2 separate regions of the Gossypium hirsutum genome follow, and region 2 is linked to region 1. Evidence: chromatin contacts called from public Hi-C data. All regions are on one chromosome and are shown on one strand. The core of a region is the stretch at or near the end of the contact, and the rest is flanking DNA. Distances in the headings are between cores, read along the strand shown. Region 1 overlaps LOC107931934 (AP-2 complex subunit alpha-1). Region 2 holds the start of LOC107931926 (arogenate dehydratase/prephenate dehydratase 6, chloroplastic).

Region 1 (5,692 bases), core at 2,356-4,855:
ATATTGAAACCTTGGTGAGTTTTTCTCTCCCTCTTTTCAGTGTCTAACGGGAGTTGGGTTTTTCTTTTTTTGGGTTGGGCCTTTTTTTTTGGGGGGGGGGAGGGGCATTATTTTTAGGTAATCCTATTTCTTACCAATTTTACGAGATTGATTTCTTTAGTACATCTTAGCCTGTAAGATATGGAATGAAAGTAGGATATGGGTTGTAACAATGTATTCGTTTCTCAATCCAATATGTCATTCAGTTTTTTTGTGGCGATATTATATGGTTTTGGTTATTTTTTGGTTAATCGGTTCGGTTAGTCGAAGATATTCTAATAAAATTTTAGTATTGTGGAGGATCTTATACTAAAAATTAGATTGCATTTTGTTCTCTACTAAAAATGAGCAAATTAGCTTGTGTTTCTATTAAAAATTTTATTCATTTCTACCGTTAAAAATTGGTCCTCGTACGTTAGAATGAGGTACATGAAGCACGACATGTGTAACTATTTGGTTATTTTGTTAGGAATTTTTTAACATAAGAGATTAGTTTGCTCTTTGATCTAAACATATAATGATTAAATTGCTCAATTTTTGAGTGAAGGAGAGAAACTGCAATGTGACGTTAAATACAAGGGTCTCCATGGTAATTTTACCTTGTTTAAGCTTTAGTTTTTATGTTTGTTTTTTAGTTTGTTTTGAACTTCTAATGTATATAAATTAGATAGTTAATATCTTTATTATGTTATTGCTTTTACATTTTTGTTTTGTTTCAATACTTTGTATATGGAATTATGAATTATCTAATAAGAAAATATTGGAAGGGTTAATTTTGTTTAGTTAAAATCGAAATTATTTTGTTTTGCTTAATTAATCTCTAATAATTTGGTTCTTCAAACCGTGAATACAACATACCTACTAAACGATGAGCACAAAAATCAAATCATAAATGGCATTTGGAATTGTTTGGTCTCATTGTTCTACCCATTACATGCCATGGTTGTCATAAAAATTCATTGGAAAGGATTGCAAAATTGGTAGGTACTAGAAGTACTAAAGGTGCATTCCCATGATCAATTGCTAATAACATCATCTTAGCCTCGCCATCCTCAAATCTACACTGAGTCTAAAATGAGCCATGCCCCATTGGTTAAAAAAAAAACCATATTTGCATTTAAATGAATAAACCAGTTTCAAGAACAAGAGGATAAGCAATGTTGGAGTTTTGGACACCCCATCTCCACAAAATGCAAACGTGAAGGAGTCTCTTCTGTTTGCTATCAACATCTCTTTTTATTGCTTGAAAACACCCTCTTTTGTTTTGTTTTCCAAATAAAGGGTATCATCATTATTACACCTCCAAACTCAACATGTTAATATTTGTGTGTGCTTTTCCACTCAAGAACATGGGGTGAATGAGACAACAAATCATGGGAAACCCTGTCTTAATATGGCAAATGGAGCTGTACGGTTGCATGAACTTCTGCTTTTGATGTTCGACTTTTTCCCTTTTTTTTGAACTTTCAATTCAATTGTAAGAAATAATGGTAAAAATACAATTGAGATTTTTGTGTTAATAGTCGAATTGTATTTTATCCCCTCTCTACTCAAAAAATAATAAATTAGTCCCCGTACACTAGATCAAAAAGTAAAAGTCTTTCTGTTAAATTTTTATCTATTTATATTGTTAAAAATTGGTCCTATACTTCAGAATGAGGTATACGTGACACGTCACATATAATTGTCTAGTTATCCATACTAATTTTTAATAGTAGAAATGGATGAAATTTTTAAGAGAAAGGAACCGGTTGTTCTTTGATTTAACATACAAGGACTTTGCCTCCTTTTTTAATATAGAGAACAAAATGTAATCTTACTCTTAATACATAAACCTCTACAACACTTTTACCAATAAATAATATCAAAAGATGAATTAGGTAAATTTATTTGCATGTCGTGTATTTCGAATTAGGTAAATTTTGGTTTTAGCTCAAATTAGGGATTTAGTTTTGTCAAGGAATTTATGAGAATTAAAATGTAATTTTATCATTCTTGAGGATCAAAGCATAATTTCATCATATGTTAACTTATAACTTTACAAATTTAAGAGGGTTTAAGAGGTAAATTCCCAAATTTGAGATCAATTTAGAATTTGTACTATAATTTAGGGACAATTGATGTAATTAATCCCTTTAATTTGAGATCAATTTAGTGACATGTAATTAGTCTTTGACTAATTAATTAAATAAATCATTAAAAATATTAAAAAATTATTCAAACGAGTTTTTAACTCAATGCAATTAATTTATATTAATTTACAGCTCAACCGATTTAAAATTTTTCTTTAGACTGACAGTTGAGTTAATTCTAAGTCTAACCAATCCTTCTTTCATATAACCATGATTAAAATAGCATATAAGGTGGACCCATTTAACACACGTCTTAATGTGATATGTTAGATCTTATTTAGTAAAAGAACTCTTATAATAACAAACTTTTATCTGCTGTCGGCAGAAATTAATAATCTGACTAAAGAAAAATATTGCAAAAATAATATTGGAGCATTCGGAAAGATGCACCTTACTTTTTTTTATTTTTTTGGTTTGTTCAAGAAAATGGAATAATAATTCGATATGGGGAAATTATCATTTTTAAAGAAATTAAAAAAACTAAAATAGCAAAGAAGGTCAATATTTGCTAAAAAGATGTCAATTTAGAAGATTGAAAAAGTAGCATAAATCATGGGAATTCAAATAATTCGATTTTTGCATATGAAGTCATCATTAATAAAATTGTTAATTGTATGGTTAAAATAAATTTTGATATTAGAAAAAATCTGAAGGTGTTTGAGGATATCTCAATGAAAGTGTTAACAATTTCTCTTATTATTAAAGCAAGTGCTAGTCTTGCTAAAAAAGTCATTGTGTAGTTAATTTGTAGTCAGTTCGATTCCTTTCACAAACAAAAAACGACATTTGTTAGAGATTATGTGATTTGAATCCCGTCACTTGTTGAAAAAATAAACACAGTAGCAAAATAAGAAGGTCTGTATAGAACTATTCTTCTTCTATTTGACTTTGATTAAAATAGGATTTTTAACCCTTTAATAGATGTAGTTGAAATTCCTCTTGCATCAGTCGTTTTTCAACATTAGCGAATTTCTCTACCTCTGCAAATGATTTTTTTCTCAAAAGAATTTTTACGTAAAATCTGTGTATTCTTTTTTTTCTTTTTTTATTACTTTGTATATTTTTACCAGTATTATCAATATTTATTATAACAACATTTACGAGTTTCACTTTAAGTAAATATATAAATTTTATTTTAGAATTGTTTTGTTTTGTTAATTAATTAGTCTAATTTGTTATCATGGTTAAGTATTCCAATTAGAAGTTTGATGTGTGTTTTTCTAAAAAGCTATTCTGTCATTTATTTTTCCAAATCATAAATTAACCAAAACTTAGGATAATGTTTATTAATATGGATAGTATTAATTTAAAATGGTTGGGTATAATGGATATTCTTTTTTATGGCTAATAAAAACAAATGGTAGTTGTAAGAATGAATGATGGAAAAAAAAAAGATTAATTGAAATTAGGGTTAGATGCCCCATTGTCATAATGGTAGGTCACCAATGTCTAACCTTTTGGGACATTATTTTCTTGATGAGCCTTAGCTTTTCCAATCCTAGAAGGAAGCTCCTTGAGCCACCAAGAAAGTTATATATTATTTATAATATATATTGGTATATGGTATCAACGGTGGAGGATTGTTGATACATAGTATCAATGATGGAGTTCCAAGAAGGGAGAAGAGTTCTAGTTCAGGAGAAGAGAGGTAGAAGATAATAAAGATGGGTTTTTTTTCCGTACCCTTCTCAAATGAAGTGTTTGGGGCTATTTAAACTATGGATATTTCAAGTCGGATCCCAAGTCGGGTTTTTATATATTTTATTATTATTGTATAACAATATATAATGAAGAAAGAATGTAATTGATGAGAGGTGTTTTTATATAATTCTTTCTTTCTTTTGTATTTTTGGAGTCTATTCTAGTTTAAAACAATTTGTAATGCAGTATGTATTGTTCCGTGTATGTATTGTTCCGTTTGAGTAAAAGTATTGTATCGTGGGAATAATATATCTTGATCGTTCTGCACACGAAGGGAAAATAACTATTCTTAAGATAGTTTCCTAGAAACATCTTGTCTTTACAAAATATCAATTTCGGATCTAACCAATTTTTTTATACAACATGTACAAGCCCAAATTTCTGCCCGGCCCACTAACAAAAGAGCCCAATACCCACAAACCCAATACCCACAAACCCAATACCCACAAACCCAATTACCATGCCCCCCATCACCTACCCTCTGCCACCGCCACCAACTCCGCCGTTCACCTACTTTCTGCCACCGTCCCATCACCCCACTTGCCTGCAAAGAAGAAAATCACGCAAAGAAGGACAAAACAGTAGCAGAGATAATGAAAATGGTAAAATGGCTATTTAAAAGCCGTTCAAACAGAAAAGAAGGAGATTTTTTTTTTCGGTAAAAAAAAACCGATTGAAAAGCCATTGTGGGGGATTCTATTCGATCTCCTTTCCTTTTGTAACGTTTTACAGAAATAAGAAACAAAAATCAAAGGTGATTCCCGACCCTTTCCGTTTTCATATCTTACCATTTTATTTTACTTTTTCTGTTTTTGTTCATCTATTTATACTCATATAATAAATAATAATAAAAAAGGGAGAGGGAAATTCACCGAGGGGAGGCGATTCGGCGAAAAAGGGGCAACTTTTGGTCTCCCCGCCGCCGTGCACGGCGGTGCCGGCGCCGGCGACCGGCGGCCGGTGCGACGGTCAATGGCCGGACCTCTGACTGGTTTCCGAAAAAGGGAGAGTGACTTGAGAGGAGTTTTTGTTTTTTTTCTGGAGAAGAAGAGAAGAATGAAAAATTTTGAAAAAAAATTAGTTTAAATAGGCTTCCAAAACGACGTCGTTTTGGGCGGTCTGCTCAGCACCAAAACGACGTCGTATTGAGCTCTGACCCGCGCGGTGACCCGACCCAGGGGAAGGATCCGCGTGTTTTCTTTAAATGGGATATTTATGCGCGTAGTCCCTCCGACTTGGTAGCGCGTTGCAATTTGGTCCTGTTTCGCTATTTCCCATTTTTCAATTTCGCCCCAGAATTCTGTTTTTGTTCTATTTTGACCCTCCGCTGCGCTGCGTTTTAGGGTTTCGGGGTATTTATGATTTTGGTCCCCCCCTTTTCCGCGCATATTACATTTTGATCCTTTATTCCGTTTTATTTTTTTATTTCAGCCCTGAGATTTCGTTCCCGTTTTGAATTAGTCCTACTATTATTATTATTATTATTATTATTATTACTACTACTACTATTGTTATTATTACCTATTTATTCATATTAATTTTATTTAAACTTCTGGTACATATATACATTTATATATTTTACAACTTATGTACATATCTATACATTTATATATATTTTCATTTTCCTAAAAATATACATGTTTATACATAATCTTTATAGTTTAAAATATACCTTTTTTTATAAATCCGTATATACACACATGTTACTATTAATTTATATACATACATATCCTTTTATTTTATAAGTATATATATATTTTTATATGTACGTACATACATATTTTTGTATATCTTAATTTACATAAATACATATATACATT
Region 2 (5,692 bases), core at 2,138-4,637, 57 kb after region 1:
ACGGTTAAGTTAGTTAAACGTAAAAAAATATAACAAATTGATCGACAATGGCGTATGGGAGGGAGATAGGCAATGGATTTGGCCCCTAAAATAAAAAAATTTAAATAATTCTTTTAATTTGTAGAAAATCACAAGTTAATGTAACAATAAAATTATATTTTAATTCTTAAAATAATCGCTTTATCGACTGATTTAACTGATTACATACCTCTGATTTATCCTTTATTTAGGAGTCTAATCGGACCGACTTGAAATTTAAAAACAAAAAAAAAAAAGAAAAGGAAGAAGAATAGAGTTGGATGAGATGATATTCACATTTCAAGCACAAAAAAGAAGAACAAACATTGAAAGGACTTAAATTGACTATATTTACCCAACAATATCAACAACAATAATGTCATTTTTGGTTGTTGTTGAATTAAAAATGATGATAATAACAAAAAAGAAAAAGAAATAAATTAAAAATTAAGTTCAACAAATTTTTTTTTTGTGCATATTATTTTGTTTTTTCTTATTTTTTATTTTCATGGGTTTCAACTGGATGGGCACCAAGGCGTCATATCCATTGGGTAACTGCCTAATACCCTCAAGAAAGAGGTAAATTCTTGAACCTCCGCCAACGCGTTTTGAGCTCTGACCTCCGCCATTGACGCTTCGAAATCCACGTAAAACATGTATTCGAAATGCTTCGCGGTTCCTACATTGGCGTCGTCGACTAGCCGGATAGGCCGGTTACGGTGTGGCCGTGACTCGATCTTCGTCAAACTGATGTTCCTAAACGCGAACGCCGACAACACTTTGAAAAGCACGCTGGTTCCTTCTTCGTGTGCGAAGACGATGCTCGTTTTGAACGGCCGGTCCGTGCGTGGAATGATCGGATCACGAGCTAAAATAACGAAGCGCGTGACATTGCTTGAATCGTCTTGGATCCCGTCGGCGAGGACGTTGAGTCCGTAGAGTTCGGCGGCGCGTGCGCTCGCTATGGCTGCTGTGTCACGGAGGTTGTTCGTCGCGATATATTCGGCGGCTCCGGCTGTATCGTCGACTGCTTCGCGCGTGACGTTGAGGCCGAGTTTGGTGATAGTGTTTTCACACTGTGACAGAGCTTGTGGATGAGAAATGACGCGCGTCAAATACTCTGTCCTAACTCCCGGGAGAGCTAAAAGACAGTGATGGACAGGTAATTGAACTTCACCGACGATATGGAGTCGGTGACGGAGGAGAAGATCATAGTTCCGATGAATCGAACCTCCGAGTGAATTTTCCACCGGTAAAACAGCTCGATCAGCAATCCAAAGCTCAACCGCTTGAAACGCAACTTCAAACTGGTCACAAGGAATAGCTTCACAATTTGGATAAGCTTTCCCCGCCGCAGCTTCCGAGTAAGCACCGGGAACTCCTTGATAAGCCACACGCAACTGAGAACCGTGCTTCGGAGCAGGAGACAAATCGGTAATAGTTAACGGCTTCTGTGGAGGCTGTTTAGCAGGTGGCTGAGGCTTGTTCTTCTTATCTAGCGGAACTAAGTTCAGATCCAAGGAAGTTTTATGGCCGTTAACTGCCGCCGCCAGGTGATCGGAGGCGGAGGAAGTGTTCGATTTCTCACCGGAATCTTGATCCTGAGAGAAGACTTTGCTAGACAAAATAGCACACGAGCTTTGCCAATCCACCCGGCTTGAACGGACTCCATTGGGGAATGGAACTGAATCAGAGTGATACACACAACGTACAGGTACAGCTAACCGAACCGGCTTATCAAACCGAGGCTTCGACCGGCGAATTATAAGGTACGAATTAAGATTTTGCACTTGAGAAATTGCCTGCATTTTTCCTTCTCGTTTCCCTTTTATTAAAAATCACACAGAGGAAAGCAAAGGAAAGACGAAGGAAAGGAAAGCGTTAAAATTTTAGTATTAAGAAAAGCTTGTTGTTCTCTTTGGAAGAAGGGAACGTCAAGCTGAGAAGAAAGAAAGAGGGAGAAGGGAATTTATATTAAGAAAAGGGCCTGCCAAGTTGGTTCGGTCAAATCTCACACCTACCCCCTGGCACCTTCTCTTATTATTATTATTTTTTCAAATTAAAACAAATATGTAAAAAATTTGTGTCTATATTGGAGTTACGAATACATTATTGTAAGGTTAAATTTTTTCATAACTCCTTATACTCTTTACAAATTTGAAATTTAGTCCTTGTCCTTTTATTTCTAATAATTTAATCTTTTAGATTTCTAAATTCAGGTCTAATTATTAATATTGTTAATTTTTATTGTTGGTATAACATTTTAAAATAAAAATATTATTCACGTGGTAATGAACTTGAATTTAACAAAATAATTTTAACGATATTAATAATTGGACCTAAATTTTGAAATCTGAAAAGTATAGGAACTAAACTCCGGATTTATGAAGAGTATAATGACTTATGGCATATTTTAACCTTATTGTATTCGTATTTGATTTTTATATTTAGAGTTAACTGAATCATATATCCCTAAATTATACCATCATTTTAAATTAGTCCTCAAACTTTAGAACGTTTTAATTACATCCCCAAACTATCAAGACTATATCAATCATGGCATGCCAAATCTTACGTAACTAAATTTAAAATGATAACTTTTTAAAAAAAATAAGGCATTGCAACATAACTTTTAAAAGTAAAAACTAATAATAAACTAAAACTGAAAAAATAGAAAATGAATAATAAAACATCCATAAATACTTTGAAAACCTCAAAATTAATATTTTTACAAAATTTATTTTAACAATATTAATTTTTTCTTAAAATTTTTATTTTAGATTAATAGTTAAATTAATGATTTTAGCAATAGAAAGATTTGATTGATATAATATTAATAATTTGAGGATATAATTAGAATGATTTGAAATTTGAGGACTGGTTTAAAATAAAAGTCATAAAAGATTTTGATAACAAAATATTTCGTATAATTATTTTATTAAAATAATAAATACCTTAAACACAAACCTTTCAAGAAAAAAAACTCCTTTCTTTAAATATCAATAATATTTTCTTTTGATGTAAGTGTACGTATTTATTGTTTTTACTCAATTCACTTCTTCCGTATATTAGGGTTAATTACATAAAAAGTCTTCAAATTGTGGTTCAACTTCTAAATTAATTCTTGCATCCACCAAGGCATGGATTCATATCCTGCTATGCATAAACTCTTCCCTTTTTATAGTTTGGTTTGTTTTGATTTCTCTTGTGGTTCTCGGCCCAATTACGTGGATTGCCCCTAATTTGTAGGTATGAACCCTTTCGACTTTCGACACCTCAATGTAAACTCTTCCCTGGAGCACCTCATTTTTGAGGGACGTCTCTGGACCTTCCCTTGGGAAATACAATACCTTATTTGATGACGATAGTACTGACAATTATATAAAGGTTTGCATGGTAATATACTCAATATCATTATCAATATCGTGTCATTTAAGTCATTCATCCGCTTAACCATTGGCATGGGCAAGGGTGAATACAAGAAATGCATGTAAGTAGAGGCGAAGCCAGAAATTTTTTTTTAGGAGGCCCGGATGAAATTTTAGTTTTTTATAGTTTAATCTTTATAATTTGTAAATGATTAAATCAAATTTTTATAATTTTAGGAGGTAAAATGTAATTTTACTTTTACTAATTTAAATTTTTAAAAAAATTAAGGGCCTAAAAGTTAATTTTACATTTTAGGGGGGCCGGAGCCCATGCCAGCCCCCCTGGCTTCACCCCTGCATGCAAGGGTCCTATCTCCGTCCCCCAAATGTCCAAATGGAAAATTATAATTTAGCTCATTTAAAAATGATAAATTTACGAGTTAATGTAAATAAAATTGCACCTTGTTATATGATTATAATAATAACCTGACCCGAAATCCAACCCAGGGTTCGACTCTTATTATATAATAAGATTCTACAGACATCTTAAAAGGGGATTGACTTCTTCTTCTCTACTGTTGAACCAGAATCTCCTCCATCTCCAGATCCTTTGATCCATCTCAAGGGGGGTCAACTTCTTCTTCTCTATTGTTGGACTAGAATCAAAAAATGTTTAAAATATTTAGTCCCTTTTAAAATGATGAAATCAAAAATTAACACATGATAAAATTATATTTTGACCTTTAAAAAATTTACGATTCAATTTTGGCCCCTAAAAGAACTTCCAAATTCACCCATGATCATAGGCCTTTTACAAGTATATCCAAATTTAACATGGAATATATTTAAAATATATGGATTAAAACATAAAAATATGTACCTACTATACAAGCATAAAACATATTTAGAATATATGAATCAAATTGTAAATATTTATATTCTTATTGTATAAGTAACTTGAATCCGACCATTCGAAGAGGAAAAGAAAAATCTCTTAAATTTCACTCGCATTGTAAGTTTTTTTTTTAACTCAAATTATTCATTTGATCATTAAATAATTGAATATATTTTTATTATTTAAATAATAATTTGGGTCGAATAAATACAGAAAAAAAAATTGGACTTAACATAGTTGTGATAAGTCCATGTATTGTCTGCCCAAAGATGGGCCAAAAGTACTAAGGACCATTCGGGCATCACGTGAGGAGGGGTCCCAACTCCGAAGGCAAAGGCCTAGGGATAGGAGAGTCTTTTGCTTTGTTTTTTTATTTAATTTGAAAAAAAAATTATTTATTTTATTTACGGTTTAAGGGAATTTGTTTGTTTTTATTTTCAATTTTTCCTTAATTTTTTTATCTTATTATTTTATCAGGTTATGAAAATGTAATTTTACACTTTTACATGATAGACTATGTTATCTTGTTATACGCTATTCAATATTCAATAGACTTTTTTTTATCAATACAAAAACGTTAAACTTCATCGCATCTTTAAGATTTATTTGTCAATAATTTTTTTGTACACCAAGCTTCGAGCTAGGGTTAAAGCTCGACATTATATTAAAGATACCAATATTATTGAATTGAACATAGGCTTTTGAGCTTAGAGCTTCGTAAGATTTTAATTGAGTCTTTAAAACATTAATATTTTATTAATCAAATCTTTCTATTAGCCTGGTCATTAGCTTGAATGTTAAACGCTAACTCAATCTGACATAGATAATATCTAAAACTTGCAAATCAATTTATAAAGATGTGTATACATATTTAATGAATAATTTACATATGACGTGTTAAATATTATCAATCTTAAATTTTATTGATACCAGCGTAGTTAATACCACATTGATGGATGTATTGTTTTTATTTTAATATTGATATGTGTTGGTATATGTGTTTTGACGTATTGTTTTGAGTTTTTTTTAAATATTTTTAATATATACATATAAATATATTTGTATGCAAATATGAGTTTTAAATTATTAATTTAGTTTAAATAAATGATTATATTTTATTTTTAAATGTTACATTAAAAATATTAAAATCCTGCACCCACCATATTAGTTGGTATACATTGATGCAAATCGGTATTAGTTGAAATGGATCAAAACACATCGAAACAATGGAAACAAATTGAAATTTCGGTAAGAAAGAAAATTAAATTACTCTGTATTAATTTAAGATCAAAACAATATTAATTGCTACAAAAAAATTATTTATTTTTTATATGTCAGATCCAAATTATTCAAATAGTAGATACATTCAAATTTATAATCTCATTCATATGATTTAAATATGCTCCAAGTC

The links. Hi-C and Micro-C count contacts between places; a contact is called where the count stands out from the background.
Region 2: a Hi-C map of hypocotyl shows a contact between it and region 1, with 4 times the contacts expected there. The contact joins the promoter of LOC107931926 here to the enhancer-like site in region 1. A contact is called at or near these places in 7 of 34 Hi-C or Micro-C datasets (hypocotyl and leaf).

What each region holds. Positions count from the first base shown.
Region 1 is chrA08:566,801-572,492 of Gossypium_hirsutum_v2.1, forward strand. It overlaps LOC107931934 (AP-2 complex subunit alpha-1), which reads left to right. Exons shown (of 28, transcript XM_041075491.1): 28 at 1-261. Among protein-coding and RNA genes, the nearest start is that of LOC107931934, 13 kb to the left of the region's middle. Within about 2 kb of position 3,606, at least 1 of the 9 cell types and tissues checked has an H3K27ac peak or open chromatin away from gene starts, as enhancers often do. A contact at or near this core is called in hypocotyl, where this site is marked.
Region 2 is chrA08:624,375-630,066 of Gossypium_hirsutum_v2.1, forward strand. It overlaps LOC107931926 (arogenate dehydratase/prephenate dehydratase 6, chloroplastic), which reads right to left and starts at 3,388. Exons shown (of 1, transcript XM_016863887.2): 1 at 345-3,388. The coding sequence starts at 1,826. The coding sequence ends at 534.